Linked DNA regions of Mus musculus: all the other regions are linked to region 2. The links are chromatin contacts, called in public HiChIP or PLAC-seq maps. All regions are on one chromosome and are shown on one strand. Each heading gives the region's core, a stretch centred on a gene start, on an enhancer-like site or on the middle of the called end of the contact. The rest is flanking DNA. Distances are from core to core; before and after follow the strand shown. Region 1 holds the start of Abhd11 (abhydrolase domain containing 11). Region 2 holds the start of Eif4h (eukaryotic translation initiation factor 4H). Region 3 holds the start of Tmem270 (transmembrane protein 270). Region 4 has its middle 4.6 kb from the start of Gm46925.

The links. HiChIP or PLAC-seq counts read pairs in DNA pulled down with a chosen protein or histone mark.
Region 1: a contact with region 2 is called in an H3K27ac HiChIP or PLAC-seq map of extraembryonic endoderm stem cells. The contact joins the promoter of Abhd11 here to the promoter of Eif4h in region 2. A contact is called at or near these places in 9 of 39 promoter capture datasets (the C10 cell line, cranial neural crest, frontonasal cranial neural crest and 5 more), 6 of 484 Hi-C or Micro-C datasets (CD4 T cells, cardiomyocytes, embryonic stem cells and 2 more), 10 of 115 datasets of contacts at active chromatin or transcription factors (the 230-238 cell line, embryonic stem cells, extraembryonic endoderm stem cells and 5 more) and 2 of 9 other capture datasets (adipose tissue and pancreatic islet).
Region 3: an H3K27ac HiChIP or PLAC-seq map of embryonic stem cells shows a contact between it and region 2, with 2.7 times the contacts expected there. The contact joins the promoter of Tmem270 here to the promoter of Eif4h in region 2. A contact is called at or near these places in 9 of 39 promoter capture datasets (the 3T3-L1 cell line, cranial neural crest, embryonic stem cells and 5 more), 4 of 484 Hi-C or Micro-C datasets (B cells, cortical neurons, embryonic stem cells and 1 more) and 7 of 115 datasets of contacts at active chromatin or transcription factors (cardiomyocytes, embryonic fibroblasts, embryonic limb bud and 3 more).
Region 4: a contact with region 2 is called in an H3K4me3 HiChIP or PLAC-seq map of bone marrow-derived macrophages, with 2.6 times the contacts expected there. The contact joins the enhancer-like site here to the promoter of Eif4h in region 2. A contact is called at or near these places in 1 of 39 promoter capture datasets (cranial neural crest), 3 of 484 Hi-C or Micro-C datasets (Th1 cells, embryonic stem cells and regulatory T cells), 8 of 115 datasets of contacts at active chromatin or transcription factors (T-cell acute lymphoblastic leukemia, bone marrow-derived macrophages, embryonic stem cells and 5 more) and 4 of 9 other capture datasets (adipose tissue, embryonic stem cells, liver and 1 more).

Annotation. Positions count from the first base shown.
Region 1 is chr5:135,007,297-135,010,933 of GRCm38.p6, forward strand. Abhd11 (abhydrolase domain containing 11) reads left to right here and starts at 2,003. Exons shown (of 6, transcript NM_145215.2): 1 at 2,003-2,543; 2 at 2,686-2,821; 3 at 3,591-3,637. The coding sequence starts at 2,416.
Region 2 is chr5:134,637,597-134,641,477 of GRCm38.p6, forward strand. It overlaps Eif4h (eukaryotic translation initiation factor 4H), which reads right to left and starts at 1,813. Exons shown (of 7, transcript NM_033561.2): 1 at 1,645-1,813. The coding sequence starts at 1,703.
Region 3 is chr5:134,904,448-134,908,444 of GRCm38.p6, forward strand. Tmem270 (transmembrane protein 270) reads right to left here and starts at 2,286. Exons shown (of 3, transcript NM_194065.3): 1 at 2,181-2,286. The coding sequence starts at 2,252.
Region 4 is chr5:134,351,348-134,354,823 of GRCm38.p6, forward strand. It overlaps the pseudogene Gm7033. Among named protein-coding and RNA genes, the nearest start is that of Gm46925, 4.6 kb to the left of the region's middle. Within about 2 kb of position 1,569, at least 52 of the 459 cell types and tissues checked have an H3K27ac peak or open chromatin away from gene starts, as enhancers often do. A contact at or near this core is called in adipose tissue, bone marrow-derived macrophages, microglia and 1 more, where this site is marked.

The sequences.
Region 1 (3,637 bases), core at 753-3,252, 370 kb after region 2:
AAAAGGAACATCTGGGGTTCCAGAATCTGGGAGATGGAGGCAGGAGGATCAGGAGTTCAAGGCCAGCCTAGGATACATAAGATCTTGTCTAAAATCAAGCAAAACAAACAAACAACAACCATAAACCAGTTGTCAGGTGTAGGCACGTATCTTTGATCTCAGCACTCTGGAGACAGAGGCAAATGAATCTCTGTGAGCTTGAGGCCAGCCTGGTCTACATAGTGAGTTCCAGGGCAGTCAGAGCTGTATAATAAAGAGACCCTGTCTCAAAACCAAGACAGGTTGGAGACTCAGGAATTAAGAGCACATGATGTTCTTGCTGGAGTATGGTCCCCAGGACCCACAGGGTGGCTCACAACCACCTGCAATTCCAGTTCCAGGAGATCCTATGCCCTCCTCTCAACTCTGAAGGCACAAGGTACAGGCGTGGTACACAGACATACATTCAAGCAAACACTCAGACACATAAAGCAAAATAAATAAATCTGTGTGTGTGTGTGTGTGTGTGTGTGTGTGTGTGTCTAGGCAACTAGTGGCACCGAAGGCCACCAGCGCTGACAAAGAACAAAAGGGACCTAAGAGCCAGAGGCTTGGTGCCCGGCTGAGGATGCTGGGAAGGACTCTGGAGGGTTTGAAGTGCTACTTCAGTAACAAGGAGTCCTGAAGGCGCCCCAGCAGATGTGTTTGCTATGACCAAACCAGCTCCGGAACTGCTAAAGGATGGACCGCAGCAGAAGAGGGCTGCGGGGACTTTCCCTAGACTATGAGGGGAGACAGCAGGGGGCAGGCTTTCTGGGGGAAATGGGTGCAGAATGCGGTGCAGTCTGGGCAGAGGGTTGCCACTCTCTGCTAATGGCGGGTTGTTAATGAGGGCTCTTTCTTCCTTCCTTTTTTCTTTTTTGAGACAGAGTTTTTCTATGCATTTCTAGATGTTCTTGGACTCTTATATACAAGGCTGGCCTTGAACTCATAGAGAACCGCTTGCCTCTGCCACCAATGTGTGGGATTAAAATTGTAGCCACTACACCTGGCCCGGAGCCATCTCTATTCAGTGCAGGTAACTACAGTACAAATCCCTGGCTAAGGGTTTAATCCTGGTTTTTCAAATTGACCTGGACCAGGAACGGAAGACTGGACTAAGACTCTGGTTCTGCCTGTTGGCCCAATCCTTTGCCCTTTCTGCACCTCAGTTAATCGATTAAGTGAGGAGATCGAGCGAAAGCCCCTTCCTCCTAGGTGTTTCCTGTGAGGAGACAGAGAGACAAAGCACTCGTGCTCTGGGGAGCCTGACAGGGCTCCCAACTACGGAGCAAGGCGCCAGAGAGCTGGCGGGAGCTGGAACAAGAATCACTCCTGGCGCCTCCTGACCATGCCGGAGGCACAGAGAGCATGGTACCCACCCAGGGCGGTGCCTGAGGACAGAGGAGCAGGCCAGGTGGGGTCCGCTCGCCAGCCGAGAAAGGACTTCTCAGTTTGCTAGGGACACGCCCCACACTTGCGCCTCGAACTGAGGACCTCTGATCGCCAGTAGGGAAACACTAGAAGACTAAGAAGCTCTTAAAAGAAGAGGCGTGGCCTACGACGTTGTCAAGGGGTTCAGGGAAGTGTGCACAGAACCCGGCAGGATTACGTAATGGCGCAAAAGCCGGTGCCACAATCGGGTAGCTCCGCCCAAGGCGTGGTCAAGGAGTCCAATTCCGGGAGCTAGAGCAGTTTAAAATGTTGCGAAACCGTGCAAGGGCCTCTTACAGCCCCGCCTACGATAGGGCGTGGCCAAGGAACTGAACTCGCAGATGCATGCAAAGTGGGAATTACGTAATGATGCAGGAGGCGGTCCCAGAGTCCCCGGTGGCTCCGCAAGGTGTGGCTAAGAAGCCTACGTCCGGGTGCCTGGCAGTGGCTACGACGGTTGAGTGACGGTGCGAAGAACAAGCCAGTTGGTGACCCCGTCCAGGGCGTGGCAGGGGCTCACAGATCTAAAGGGGATTGTATATTGTCCCAGAGGAGGGACCAGTCCCACGTAGCGCTTCCCTGGTCCTGGTCGGGAACTGGTCTCTAAGCGGCTCACAGCGTCTGTAGGAATTGCGTAGTGGCGCAAGGGGGCAGGGCTAGCGCTGTATGGCTACGCCCAGCCTGTTACCAAGCCAGCTAGTCCTACAGACCAGGCTCAAAGTGGCTGCAGGAAATGTGTAACGTGCAAGGGCTGGGGTCGTCTAGCGGCTGCGTCCAAGAAGCTTCTGCTTTGGGAGGGGGCTGAACTGACTCCGGGAATACATTAGACCACGTGGCCTAAAGTGGCGCCTCGATGGGGGGGGGGCGGGGGAAAAGGCGGAGCCCTAGTTGGAATAGACAGGGCTCTGAAAGGCGGAGCGTGCGCAGGACAGCCCTAGGAAGCACACTTTGCGGGCTGTGGGCATGCTCCGCTGGGCGCGAGCGTGGAGGGTCCCCCGTGGGGTACTCGGTGCCTCCTCTCCCAGGCGTTTGGCGGTTCCTGTCACGTTCTGTAGCAGCCGCAGTAGTGGCCAAGAAAACGCCGATCTGAGGTCAGCCAAGGGCACTGGGAGGGTTGTTCTCCACTGGTCCACTTCGCACGCGGCTTAGCTGGCCCCGCCTCTCCTTTGGCCTCGCCCCTTTTTTCTTTCACTCTCTCCTCCCCCTTACTCCATGGTGGCCCCCACCTTCCAGGCCGCTGCCGCTGTCTTATAATCTTCTAGATGGAGACGCGACACTCCCAGCCATCGTCTTTTTGCATGGGCTCTTCGGCAGCAAAACCAACTTCAACTCCCTCGCCAAGGCAATGGTTCAGAGGACTGGCCGGAGGGTGAGCTTCCGGATGGGGCGGTGCATGGGTGGGCGGGGGCTAAGGGGTAAGGCTGAGGGCAGTGGACCTAGTTTCAATCACTCAGGTCTGGGCTCTTGGTGACCTGAAAATGGAAAGTTTCAGTGCCCAGTAAACCGTAAAACATCTATGAAGAGGCCTGGTCCTGTAAGATGCCCCACAGTTAGTCCATTTATGTTACTGAGACATAACAGGTCTCTTTGTCAGGTCCCAAAGAAACTTGGGACAATTTTGTGGCACCTACTAGCATGCCAAAGCACACTCTAGCCTCCTGGCTTACTCAGTACGAGTGGCAGCTCTCTGCTCTTGTTACCCCCGACCCCTTACTATAAACCTTTCCAGTCCAGAGGCTTCCCGTCCCCCAGCGTCTCTTTCCTGTTAACCCAGCCATTTAAGCCATTTGCTCCCTGACTACTCTGATCCTCCTTTGGTCTGCATGCCCTCTCTCCTTGGCACCTGAAGTTCTCATTTGATCTCCACATGTACACCATGGCACGTGCTTGCGAAGATATAACTTGCGCACATGCATACATGTGTGTATATAATAAAGCAACTAAGGAAGTTGCTCAATATTAACCTCTGCACGTGCGCATGCGCGCGCGCACACACACACACACACACACACACACACACACATACACACACATACTTATGTCTCCAGACTTCTCTCCCTAGCTGCTCTGTGGACCCTATCAGGCTTTTCGTTGTCTGTAGTCAAAGTAACACCATTCCTGTTTCACCCCCATCGCAGGTGCTGACGGTGGATGCCCGGAACCACGGTGACAGCCCCCACAGTCC
Region 2 (3,881 bases), core at 563-3,062:
CTGAAACTTGGGTTTCTCCTGCCTCAACCTCTCTACAGTATGAGGATTCGAGTAGGAAAAAAAGAGCCCCTGAGCACATTTACTTCTTTCAAGTAGAGAAAAACAACCCAACCCAAACTGAGCATGCCGGCTCAGGCCTCTAATCCCACCACTGGGAAGGCAGAGGTGGGCTGAATTCACCTGGTCTGCATGGCGTGTTCCAAGTTGGCCAGAATTACATACACACCAAGACTCTATCTTTAAAACAAAAAAAACAACCCAATGGGACGTTAGTACAAATCCCATACCTAGAAAGCCATCCCCAAGGGTATTCATGCTAACATTTCATCCAACACCTATTTTTATTTTTATTAGCAAATAAAATACGTGTGGCTCCACCTTAGCCCCAACTTCCTCCTTCTGAAAGCATGAAGAGTACCCAGTACACTACTGCAACCAAACAAGACTGTGACTCACTCTCAAACCCAGGTATTTAAAGGTGATCATTCTTCACCTAACAAAAGACACTTTGGGGGCAGCCACCTAGGAAACCCAACACCTCAGTACAACTATTGTGATATTCTCCGGGCAAGTCACCTTTGCTGTAAAAAAGGATAAAAGCCAAGTGTGTCCTTGACAAATAAACAAGACGATTAAATTGTCCCATAAAACTCCTATAAGCTTAAAAAAAAAAAAGAAAAAAAAGCAAGTGGCTGATGCTTGTTTATTTCTATTGTTTGGCAGGAGACTGAATCCAAGATATGCTAGACAATCGCTCTGTGACTGAGCCACAACCCCAGCTGGTAACGTGTTATTTAAAAGGGCACAAACTATCCGGGCGCCCGTTTTTTGGAATTATGCACCAGGAGCTATCTATTCATCAGTAAAGGATTTAGGGAGGTGGGAGGAGGACTGGTTTTAAAGTATGTTGTCTTTATCTGACCGGAATCAGAACGAAGCGAAAGCGATTCCCCAGGTCAGGGAAGAAACTGGGAAGAAATCAACAATCTCCGCCAGCAGACACGTAGTATCTGTCAATAAGGCATTCGAAACGCCAGGGAGGCAGAGAGAAAGAGCCACGCACACTCCCCACTACGGTGGATTTGTTTTGGTTCAGGTCCCCGCTCCCTGTCTCCCTCGCTGGATCCGACGGTCCCAGCATCCAGACTCGAATCGGAAGGGAAATCGCCCCTCTCGCTGCCGGCGGGCCTCTCGCAGAAGCGACCCAGGGGCTCCGCCAGGCAGCGGGGACCCTGGAGAGGGGCAGGCCGCTTCCGCCGCCGCCGCCCGCTTCCGCGCTGCATCCCAGCCCGGAGCGCGCTGGGGAGAAAGCTGGACGCGGCGGGCGGGCACTGGTATCCCCGGGAAACCCTCCGGTGTCGCTGTGATCTAACTTTCCGACCGAGGCCCCGCAGGGTGCCGGGTCCGGGGCCGGCGCGGAGCCGAGGGCAGGATGTGCGCCGCGAGCAAGCGAGAGACCCGCAGCCTAACCGTCGCCAGCCGCTCCCGGAGCGCGCCATTTCCAGGCCTCGCCTCGGGCCTGCTCAGGCCGCTTCCCGCCGCCCGTCTCGAGTGAGCGCGGCAAGGCCGCCTCCCCCTTCGAACCTTTCGGCACTCCCCCCGGCCGAGCCGCTGGCCCGCCTGACCGCGCCCCGCTCGCCTCACCCTCTACCGCCGCCGAAGCTGCTGTAGGCCCGATCGTCGTAGGTATCGAAGTCCGCCATTTGCCGTCTCCGCTCCTTGAGGAACCAGCGGGCCAGCGAGGAAGGACCCCGCAATATAACTCCTCCTCCCCCCGCCCGCCCCGCTACCGGGGCTGTCCGCCGCGCTGCCTGATCGCAAGTCGCACGCACGCATGCGCGCGCCGCCGCGCCCGGCCTTGGGCCGACGGGGCCCGCTGCTGGCCCCGGCGCGCTCTGCGGCCCACGTGGTGCGGCGGCCGGCCCCCGGGGCGCCGCGCGCACGCTCTGCCCTCCCAGGCCCATTGTGTGCTAGCTTGCTGCTTTCACGCGTGGTTGCCTCTTACTGTCCTTGCCCCGCCCTGCCCCGTGGTCACCTACCCCTCGGGCGTTGTCTGTCACCCTGCACGCTGCTTTCTCATTGTCACTAGATTCAGTTTGGGTTTTGTGGAGCCCAGGCTGGCCTGGAGCTGGGGCGCTGTAGCTGAGGATGACCTTGAACCCCTAGTTTTGTTTTTTGTTTTTTTGGGTTTGTTTTTTTGTTTTTTGCTCTCTCCCTTTCTCAAGGGCTGGGGTGACAGTGTGCCACTATGTTGGGATCTCTGGTATCACGTTAGATTTATTAAAGTGCCCTAGGTCTGCCCCACTTGGTCCCACTTGGGCACAATTCTTCAGGACAAATGGTCCCTGGGTAAAGCTAAAAGGAAGACAACCTGTTCTAGGTAGAGGTCCCTAGATGACCAAGGGCAGAAGGCTTGTAAGTGAGAATGGTGTGTGTGTGTGTGTGTGTGTGAACAAGACGAAGTGAAATATCTTTGTTTTTGAGACCTGCTACAAACGACGTGGTGGTAAATATCTGTAATCCCTACTCTAGGAAGACTGAGACTGGTCTCCAAAATAAAATAAAATAAATAAAAAACAAAATAAATCTTATAAAGACAAAACAAATTGTATTCTCTGTCTGGGTATTGGGGAGGGGTGGTGAAGATGAGGCTGTTTGTAGTTGAACTGATAAGAGATTAGATATGTTTTATTTTTGCAGGAGTCTGCTCTGAAAAAGAAATTTTAAGGGTGGGCAGGTGGGCTCAGTGAGTGAGGATGTTTGTTACCAAGCTTGACCTGAGTTTGATCCCCAGGACCCACATGGTAGAAGATGAGTCTCTCTCTCTCTTTCTCTCTCTCTCTCTCTCTCTCTCTCTCTCTCTCTCTCTCACACACACACACACACACACACACACACACACATCTAGCGGGAGGACCAGGTACATAGACCCTGTCTCAAAAAAAAAAAAAAAAAAAAAAAAAAAAAAATTCAACCAAGATGGACAGCTCCTAAGAAGTGACTCCTAAATTAGGAAGTGGTAGCAAAGGCCTTTACTCCCCTCATTCTGGAGGCAGAAGCAGGCGGATCTATGAATTTGAGGCCATCCTGCTCTACAGAGTGAGTTCGAGGACAGCCAGGGATACACAGAAAAACCCTGCCTTGAAAAACCAAGAAGAAGGAGAACCTCTGAATTTTACAGCACTTTTTTGTACCCCTGACACACAAAGACACAATGTTTTAAAAAAAACAAAACAAAACTACAGAACAAACCCCAGGGGCAGGAGAGGCTAAGGACACTCATTGTCTAATGTTCCAGGGGCTTCATTTCTATCTCTAGCAACCACATAGCAACTCAAAATTGTAACTCAGCTTCAGGGGCATCTGACAACCTCTTTTAGCCTCCAAGAAGATCAGAGAGTATCAGGTACACGTGAGGTACACAGACATACATGCAGGGAAGATACCCATACATACAAAATAAAATAACCAGCTGGGCCAGGCATGGTGGCGGATGCCTTTAATCCCAGCACTTGGGAGGCAGAGGCCGGCGGATTTCTGAGTTTGAGGCCAGCCTGGTCTACAGAGTGAGTTCCAGGACAGCCAGGACTACACAGAGAAATCCTGTCTCGAAAAATAAACCAAAAACCAAAACAAACAATAATAACCACCAGAAGCCCAGCCAGAAGCCTGGTCTGCACTGCATGAAGTACCGAGGAATGGCCACCTGGTGAGAATGAACGACCCCAGAGCTTTCTGGGGCTTCTGATGGAGACCACAACATTCTTGGATGTGCCCAGGTATAGTATTTACAATTTAAAAGAACCCTGTAGAAATCAGAGGCCTGGGGAAGGGTGGCCTATGGTTATCAATTAGGAGGCTCCAAGGGCAATTGGTTTAGG
Region 3 (3,997 bases), core at 1,036-3,535, 270 kb after region 2:
TGAAGGACCAGGATAGGAAGCCAGGCCTGGTGCACATGACTGCTCTTGAACAGAGGTCAAGAGTTCAAGGCTAGCCTGGGCTATACAGTGAGTTTTGGAACTAGCCTGGGCTACGTGGTGAGTTTGAGGACCACATAGTAAGACAGCAGGGGAGGTGAGGAGGTATAGATGGAGAAGGAGGAAGAGGAGGAGAAGGAAGAGGAGCAGGAGGAAGAAGAGGAAAAGGAGGAAGAAGAAGAGGAGGAGGAAGAAGAAGAGGAGGAGGAAGAGGAGGAGGAGAGTACTTGCTGGTGAAGCATGAGGATCAGAGAGTTCTGGTCTCAGCACCCACATAATAAAACAGAGCAGGCATGACCCAGTGCATGTATGCCTCAGGACACACATGGCCCAGTGCATGTATGGCTCAGGACACACATGGCCCAGTGCATGTATGGCTCAGGACACACATGGCCCAGTGCATGTATGCCACAGGACACACAAGGCCCAGTGCATGTATGGCTCAGGACACACGTGGCCCAGTGCATGTATGCCTCAGGACACACATGGCCGAGTGCTGGTATACCTCAGGACACACATGGCCCAGTGCATGTATGGCTCAGGACACACATGGCCCAGTGCATGTATGCTCAGGACACACATGGCCCAGTGCATGTATGGCTCAGGACACACATGACCCAGTGCATGTATGCCTCAGGACACACATGGCCCAGTGCATGTATGGCTCAGGACACACATGGCCCAGCATGTATGCCTCAGGACACACATGGCACAGTGCATGTATGCCTCAGGACACACATGGCCCAGTGCATGTATGCCTCAGGACACACATGACCCAGTGTATGTATGGCTCAGGACACACATGGCCCAGTGCATGTATGGCTCAGGACACACATGACCCAGTGCATGTATGCCTCAGGACACACATGGCCCAGCATGTATGCCTCAGGACACACATTACCCAGTGCATGTATGGCTCAGGACACACATGGCCCAGTGCATGTATGCCTCAGGACACACGTGGCCCAGCATGTATGCCTCAGGACACACATGGTCCAGTGCACGTATGGCTCAGGACACACATGGCCCAGTGCATGTATGCCTCAGGACACACGTGGCCCAGTGCATGTATGCCTCAGGACACACAAGGCCCAGTGCATGTATGGCTCAGGACACACATGGCCCAGTGCATGTATGCCTCAGGACACACATGGCCCAGTGCATGTATGGCTCAGGACACACGTGGCCCAGTGCATGTATGGCTCAGGACACACATGGCCCAGCATGTATGACTCAGGACACACGTGGCCCAGTGCATGTATGACTCAGGACACACGTGGCCCAGTGCATGCATGCAACCTCAGTACTGAAGGTATTTTTGAAGACAGGAGGATATCTGTGGCTTGCAAAGCTGCTGGACAAAATAAAATGAATAAACAAATGTATCAACTCCAAGTTCCAAGAATCAAAGAAATAAGGGAGAGGGAGGGGGGAGGGAGGGAGAAGGGAAAGAGAGGGAAAGAGAGAGCACCCTCCTCTGGCTTCTATGTGCACACACAGGCATTTACACACATGTATATACATCATACCCACACCCACATACATGCACACTAAACAGAAAGGAGAGAAAGAAAGAGAGGAGGCCAGGGAGGGAGAAGGGCAGGGGTGAGGAAAGGAAAGGGAATGTAGGCCAATGAGATTGCTCAACAGGTAAAGGCACTGTCTGCCAAGCCTGCGGCCTGAGTTCAATCCCCAGGACCCACATGGTGGAAGGAGAGGACACACACACACACACTATTTATAGACATAAATATATAATCTTTTTAAGGGAAAGAAATGAAGGGCTAGGAATAATAATGTACATCTTTAGTCTCAGCACAGGGGAGGCAGAGGCAGGCAAATCTCTGAGTTCAAGGTTAGCCTGGTCTACATAGAAAGTACCAGGACACCAGGGCTACATAATAGACCCTTATCTTAAACACACACACACACACACACACACACACATACACACGGAAGAGAGAAGAGAAAGGAAGGGGGAGAGGAGGAGAAGGAAACAAGATTGCGGATAGACAGCTATGCCACAGCACTTGGGAGATGGGGCTCTCAGGACTTGACTGTTTATTCCTTGGTGGCTGGGAATGGCTGAATCTCTCCAGGTCCCCTCTCCATACCCTGCTTACCAGTGCAGAGAGCCTCCCAGCCCGCAGAAGAATTCTGAGAAGGCCAGATCTGACCCGGGGAGCGGCCTCCATGTCTGGCCTCCACCCATTCCTCCAGCCAGGAGAGGCAGGGTGACCTCACAGATGCCACAGGGTGGGGGTCCAGTTGCCATGGGGACCCAGTTGCCACATGACACACTACCCTTTGCCATAGCTCCCTTTACCTGCTCCTCTGAGGTCAAGTCTGGCTCCATGGTCATCACAGATGTCTAGCCTTAGGATCAATTGTCTACCTACTATCGGGAAAAAACTCAGAGCCCATTTCAGAATCGCCTAGTTTACCGCCAGATGTGGGGGTTGAGTGGTAGGGAGATAGGGATGTAGAGAAAGAAGAACAAAATGAAGGAGGGAGGAGATGGGCTCTCTATGGCCTTACTTTCCAAGTTGGACCGCAAGGGTAGCAGTGTTGCCATAGGAGAAGCCTCAGTTTAGCATCCTCAACTGAGACCCCTCTGTCCTCACCGCCCCCCCCCCAGGCCTCTTTCTCTGTCCCTTCCCTCTCCCCATCAGTTTCAGGCTGAAGAACCAGTGTGCAGTCTTGCAGTTTCCCCATTCAGAGGAGCAGGGATGACCAGCTGGGAGTACAAAGGAATCAGTGTACGCTGCCTTGCACCACGCCAGGGGGCGCCATTCTGCTTTCCTCCCTGGAGAAGCGTGCTCACATCCCCAGAACAAGACCTAAAAGAGCTCCGAGCAGGTGCAGTACCGCGATGCGGTCGCGTGAGGGCAGAAGACACCGCAGGGGCGAGCAGGGCGCTTGACAGGCAGGATAAAGTTTCTCATTTTGCAAGGCTGATTTCCTGGTAACAACCTCCTGGAAACACCTGAGAGAGCTCCCTGTGCATTTCCAGTCAATGCCTGGGTTACAAGAAGGGAACCACCCGGAGATAATGAGACTCACAGTCTTCCTTTTATTTAACCCTCTTGTTAATATGTGCAGAACTCGGGATTGAAAACGGGGCTTTGCAAGCCATGCAACCCCACCTGGCCTCCATTTCTCCGTGTCTCTAAGGCAAACTTCCGAGTCTTCTGCCCCGCGTCCTGCTATTTCCAGTTTTTTAACGTGACTTTTTTTTTTTTTAATTTCTGTGGCTTGGAAAAAGCTGGATTTAAAAAAAAAAGATTTATTTATTTATTATATGTAAGTTCACATGCCATTAATACTCGGGAGGCAGTGGCAGGTGGATCTCTGGGTTCAAAACCAGCCTGGTCTACATAGTGAGTTCCAAGACAGCCAGGGCTACACAGAGAAACCTTGCCTTGAAAAAATGAGAGGGAGGGAGGGAGGGAGAGAGAGAGAGGTTGAGAGAGAGAGAGAGAGACCGACCCTGTCTCAAAAAGAAAGAAAAGGAAAAGAAATCAAATACCTGGCCAGTTGGTAAAGCACTTGCTGTCAAGACTGTTGACCTGAGTTTGGCCCCAGACCAGAGATACACACAGTATAAGGAGAGAATCGATTCTGCTGGAATTTGGAGGTGGTAAAGTACGTGGCTAACAGGTGCAAGACTGAGTTCCACGTCCAACACAGAAAAGAAAAACAAGAAAAGAAAAGAAAGAGATCAGAGGTGGAGGTTAAAGAACTTAACACCAACCCTGATCAGTTTAGCCCCATCCCCAGAACACACATGGTGGAAAAGTAGAAACTATTGCCCCAAGTTGTCTTCTGGCCTCCACAGGCAAGACCCTTGTCATGTGTGCACTCACACCACAGGAAGAAAGAAGAAAAGAAAAGAAGGAAGGGAGAGAGGGAGGGAAAGAGGGAGGAAGAAAAAGAAAGA
Region 4 (3,476 bases), core at 319-2,818, 290 kb before region 2:
GACTGAGATTTTTGCCTGCTGCTGCATCTAGAGTTGATCTAAGGGTTTTTTACATTTAAAAAAAGATTTATTTTTATTACCCTAAATTGTGTGTGTGTGTGTGTTTAGAAATGTACAGTCCATTCACCTGTTGGGCTGGAGTTACAGGCAGTTATGAGCCACGGGACATGGGTACAGGGAAGTAAGCGTGGCACTGTTGCAAATGGACACACCGAAATGGCTAGGCTGGACCTTCTGTCTGCCCTGCCCCATGTTTTTGTTTTGTTTCCTTCCAGTTCAGGGTTTCTCTGTGTAGACCAGGTTGACCTCAAACTCACCACAGATACACCACACCCAAAGTCTGTTTTTTGTTTCTGAGAAAGGGTCTTATGTAGCCCAGGCTAGCCTCCCAACTTGCTATGTAAAGGAGAATGACCTTGGGGGCTGGAGAGATGGCTCAGTGGTTAAGGTCCTGAGTTCAAATCCAAGCAACCACATGGTGGCTCACGACCATCTATAATGGGGTCTGACGCCCTCTTCTGGTGTGTCTGAGGACAGCTACAGTGTACTCACATAGAATAAATAAATCTTAAAAAGAAAAAAAAAGAAAAGGAGAATGACCTTGAATTTGTCCTCTAGCCTTGGTCCCAAATGCCGGGTGGCAGGTGCCACAGGGTCTTGGAATGAGTTCATCAGGTTTTCAACTAAAGATCCTCCTGCCTCAGCCTTCTAGGTAGCTGGGACTGTAGGCACACCATGGGCCAGCCATCCCCATTGGAGGAGTTAGTTCCCTGTAAATAGGATGGTGGTCCATGATAGAGCCTTGGAGCTTGAGGAGAAAGAGGGATGAGTGTGGGGTTCTGAAAGCCTGCGACTCCAGCATTTGGGAGGTGGACACTGGAAGACCTTGAGTTCAAGGTCATCTTCAGCAACATAAGAAGTTGAGGCCAGCCCGGGCAGTGGTGGCGCAAGCCTTTAATCACAGCACTGTGGAGGCAGAGGCAGGTGGATTTCTGAGTTCGAGGCCAGCCTGGTCTACAGAGTGAGTTTCAGGACAGCCAGGGCTACATGAAAAAAACCCTGTCTCCAACCCCCCCTCAACCCTCAAAAAAAGAAGTTGAGGCCAGCCTAGACTACATGAGACCCTGTCCGTCGAGCCTCTCCACCCAAATGCAGAGAAGCCAGACAGAGAAAAGAGTGAGTGTCCCAGTGTGGTGTGGAAAAGAAGGCCAGCTGGGAGCTGACTGGTATGTGTGGTGGTGGCTGGGTACCAGAGGGGGCAGGGAGGGGACAGTTCACAGGGGTGTGCCAACTTTGTGGCTTGTAACAGCTTTCTAGGAGGAAGCTGATCCAGATGTCTGGAACAGGGCCTCTCTTCCAGCTGGGATGCAGAGCCATCCCGCAGGCCTGGGAGAAGTATCTGGACTGGTCTGTCTGTCTGTCTGTCTGTCTGTCCGTCCTTGCCAGAGCACTCATTCTGACCGGAGAATCAGAGCCAGGTCCTGGAGTCTTCCTGTTCTCCTTTCCAATAACCAGCATGTAAGGCTCAGACAAGAACATGAAAGGGATACAAGAAGAGGAAGCATTCCTGTGACAGGGCTGGGGCTGTGTGTGTGTGTGTCTCCACTGAGAGCTTTGGCAGAGGCTGAGGGTCAAGAAGTCCAGTACAGTCAGCATTTTCTAGTGTGGACATAAAGATAACATGGTATTTCTCCTTTTTTTTGTGGGGGGGGCGGAACTTGAGACAGGGTTTCTCTGTGTAGCCCTGGCTGTCCTGGAACTCACTCTGTAGACCAGGCTGGCCTCGAACTCAGAAATCTGCCTACCTCTGCTTCACAGGTGCTGGGATTAAAGGTGTGCGCCACCACTGCCCAGCATTATTTCTCTCTCCTTTCTAGGACATTTTGTTTTAACATATGGTTTCAGGAAAGAAAAAAAAAAAAAGCTAGGCAGCAGTGGTGGTGGTGGTGATGTGTCTAATTTTAGGCCTGAGGAGATGGCTTAGCTGTTAAGAGCATTGATTTTGCTGGAGCTGCAGCAGGTGGTGGCAGTGGTGGGGTGGGAGCAGTGACTGGTGTTTGTTTCCCCCCTCAGTGGGTGAGTGGGGAGCTGGTGACGCTCCCTATCCCCCTAAGGGGTCATGGCTGATTTTTTTTTTCTTTAGGCGATTCTGGAGGTTTTTAGCTGTGGGAAGAGTGTCCCCCTCCTCCTGGTCTCCTGCTTCTTACTCTTTCTGGATAGGATTTGTTGAGAAATTTTTGCCCCACTCTTGTGGGTGACTTGGGTCACCCTCCCGGTCTCAGTTTTTTTTCTTTCTTTCTCTTTCTTCCTTTCCTTCCTTCCTTTCTTCCTTCCTCTTTCTTCTTCCTTCCTTCCTTCTTTCCTTCCTTCCTTCCTTCCTCCCTCCCTCCCCCTCTTTCTTTCTTTTTTTTCTTTATATCTCGTTCCCCCGTTTGTGTTGTGTGTGGAAATGGCGAACTCGGCAAACACAAACACCGCGCCTAAATTGTATAGATCTGTGATTGAAGATGTTATTAATGATGTTCGAGACATTTTTCTGGATGATGGAGTGGAGGAACAGTTCCTGATGGAACTAAAATCACTGTGGGAGAATAAACTAATGCAGTCTAGGGCAGTAGACGGATTTCATTTGGAAGAAGAGCAGCTTTTGTTGCAAGTTCAGCAGCAGCATCTCCACCACCATCAGCGAGCCCAGCATCAGCATCAGCATCGCATCTCCACCACCATCAGCCAGCACAGCATCAGCAAGCACGGAACCAAAAGATTCTTATTCCTGCATCACAGCAAGCTATGGCACCACAAGTTAATGTTTCCGATTCTAAGTTGATACAACATATGAATGCATCAAGTATTCCCAGTGCTGTTGCTACAGTTGCTACCTTGGCACTTCCTGCAGGCTTACCTCCTGTTCAACAGATACTAACCAATTCAGGCCAGCTGCTTCAGGTGGTCAGAGCAGCCAATGGTGCCCAGTCTATCTTTCAGCCTCAGCAGTCAGTTGTTCTACAACAAGTTATACCACAAATGCAGCCTGGTGGAGTCCAAGTACCTGTTATCCAGCAGGTCCTAGCCCCACTTCCTGGAGGGATGTCACTACAGATGCGTGTCATCATTCAAACACAGCAAATCTTATTTACAGGAAATAAGACCCAGGTCAGTCCTACCAACAGTGGCAGCACCCGCCCCGGCACAAGCTGGACAGCAGCAGCCACAGGCCCAGCCTGCCCAACAGCAAGCTCCGTTGGTGCTGCAAGTTGATGGAACAGGGCATACATCTCCTGAGGAAGATGAAGATGAAGAAGACTATGATGAGGAGGAGGAAGAAAATAAAGAGAAAGATGGAGCTGAAGATGGGCAGGTGGAAGAAGAGCCCCTCAAGAGTGAAGATGATGTAAATGATGAGGAAGGGCAGGAACTCTTTGACACAGACAATGTTGCTGCATGCCAGTTCTATAAGATACACAGAAGTAAAAATA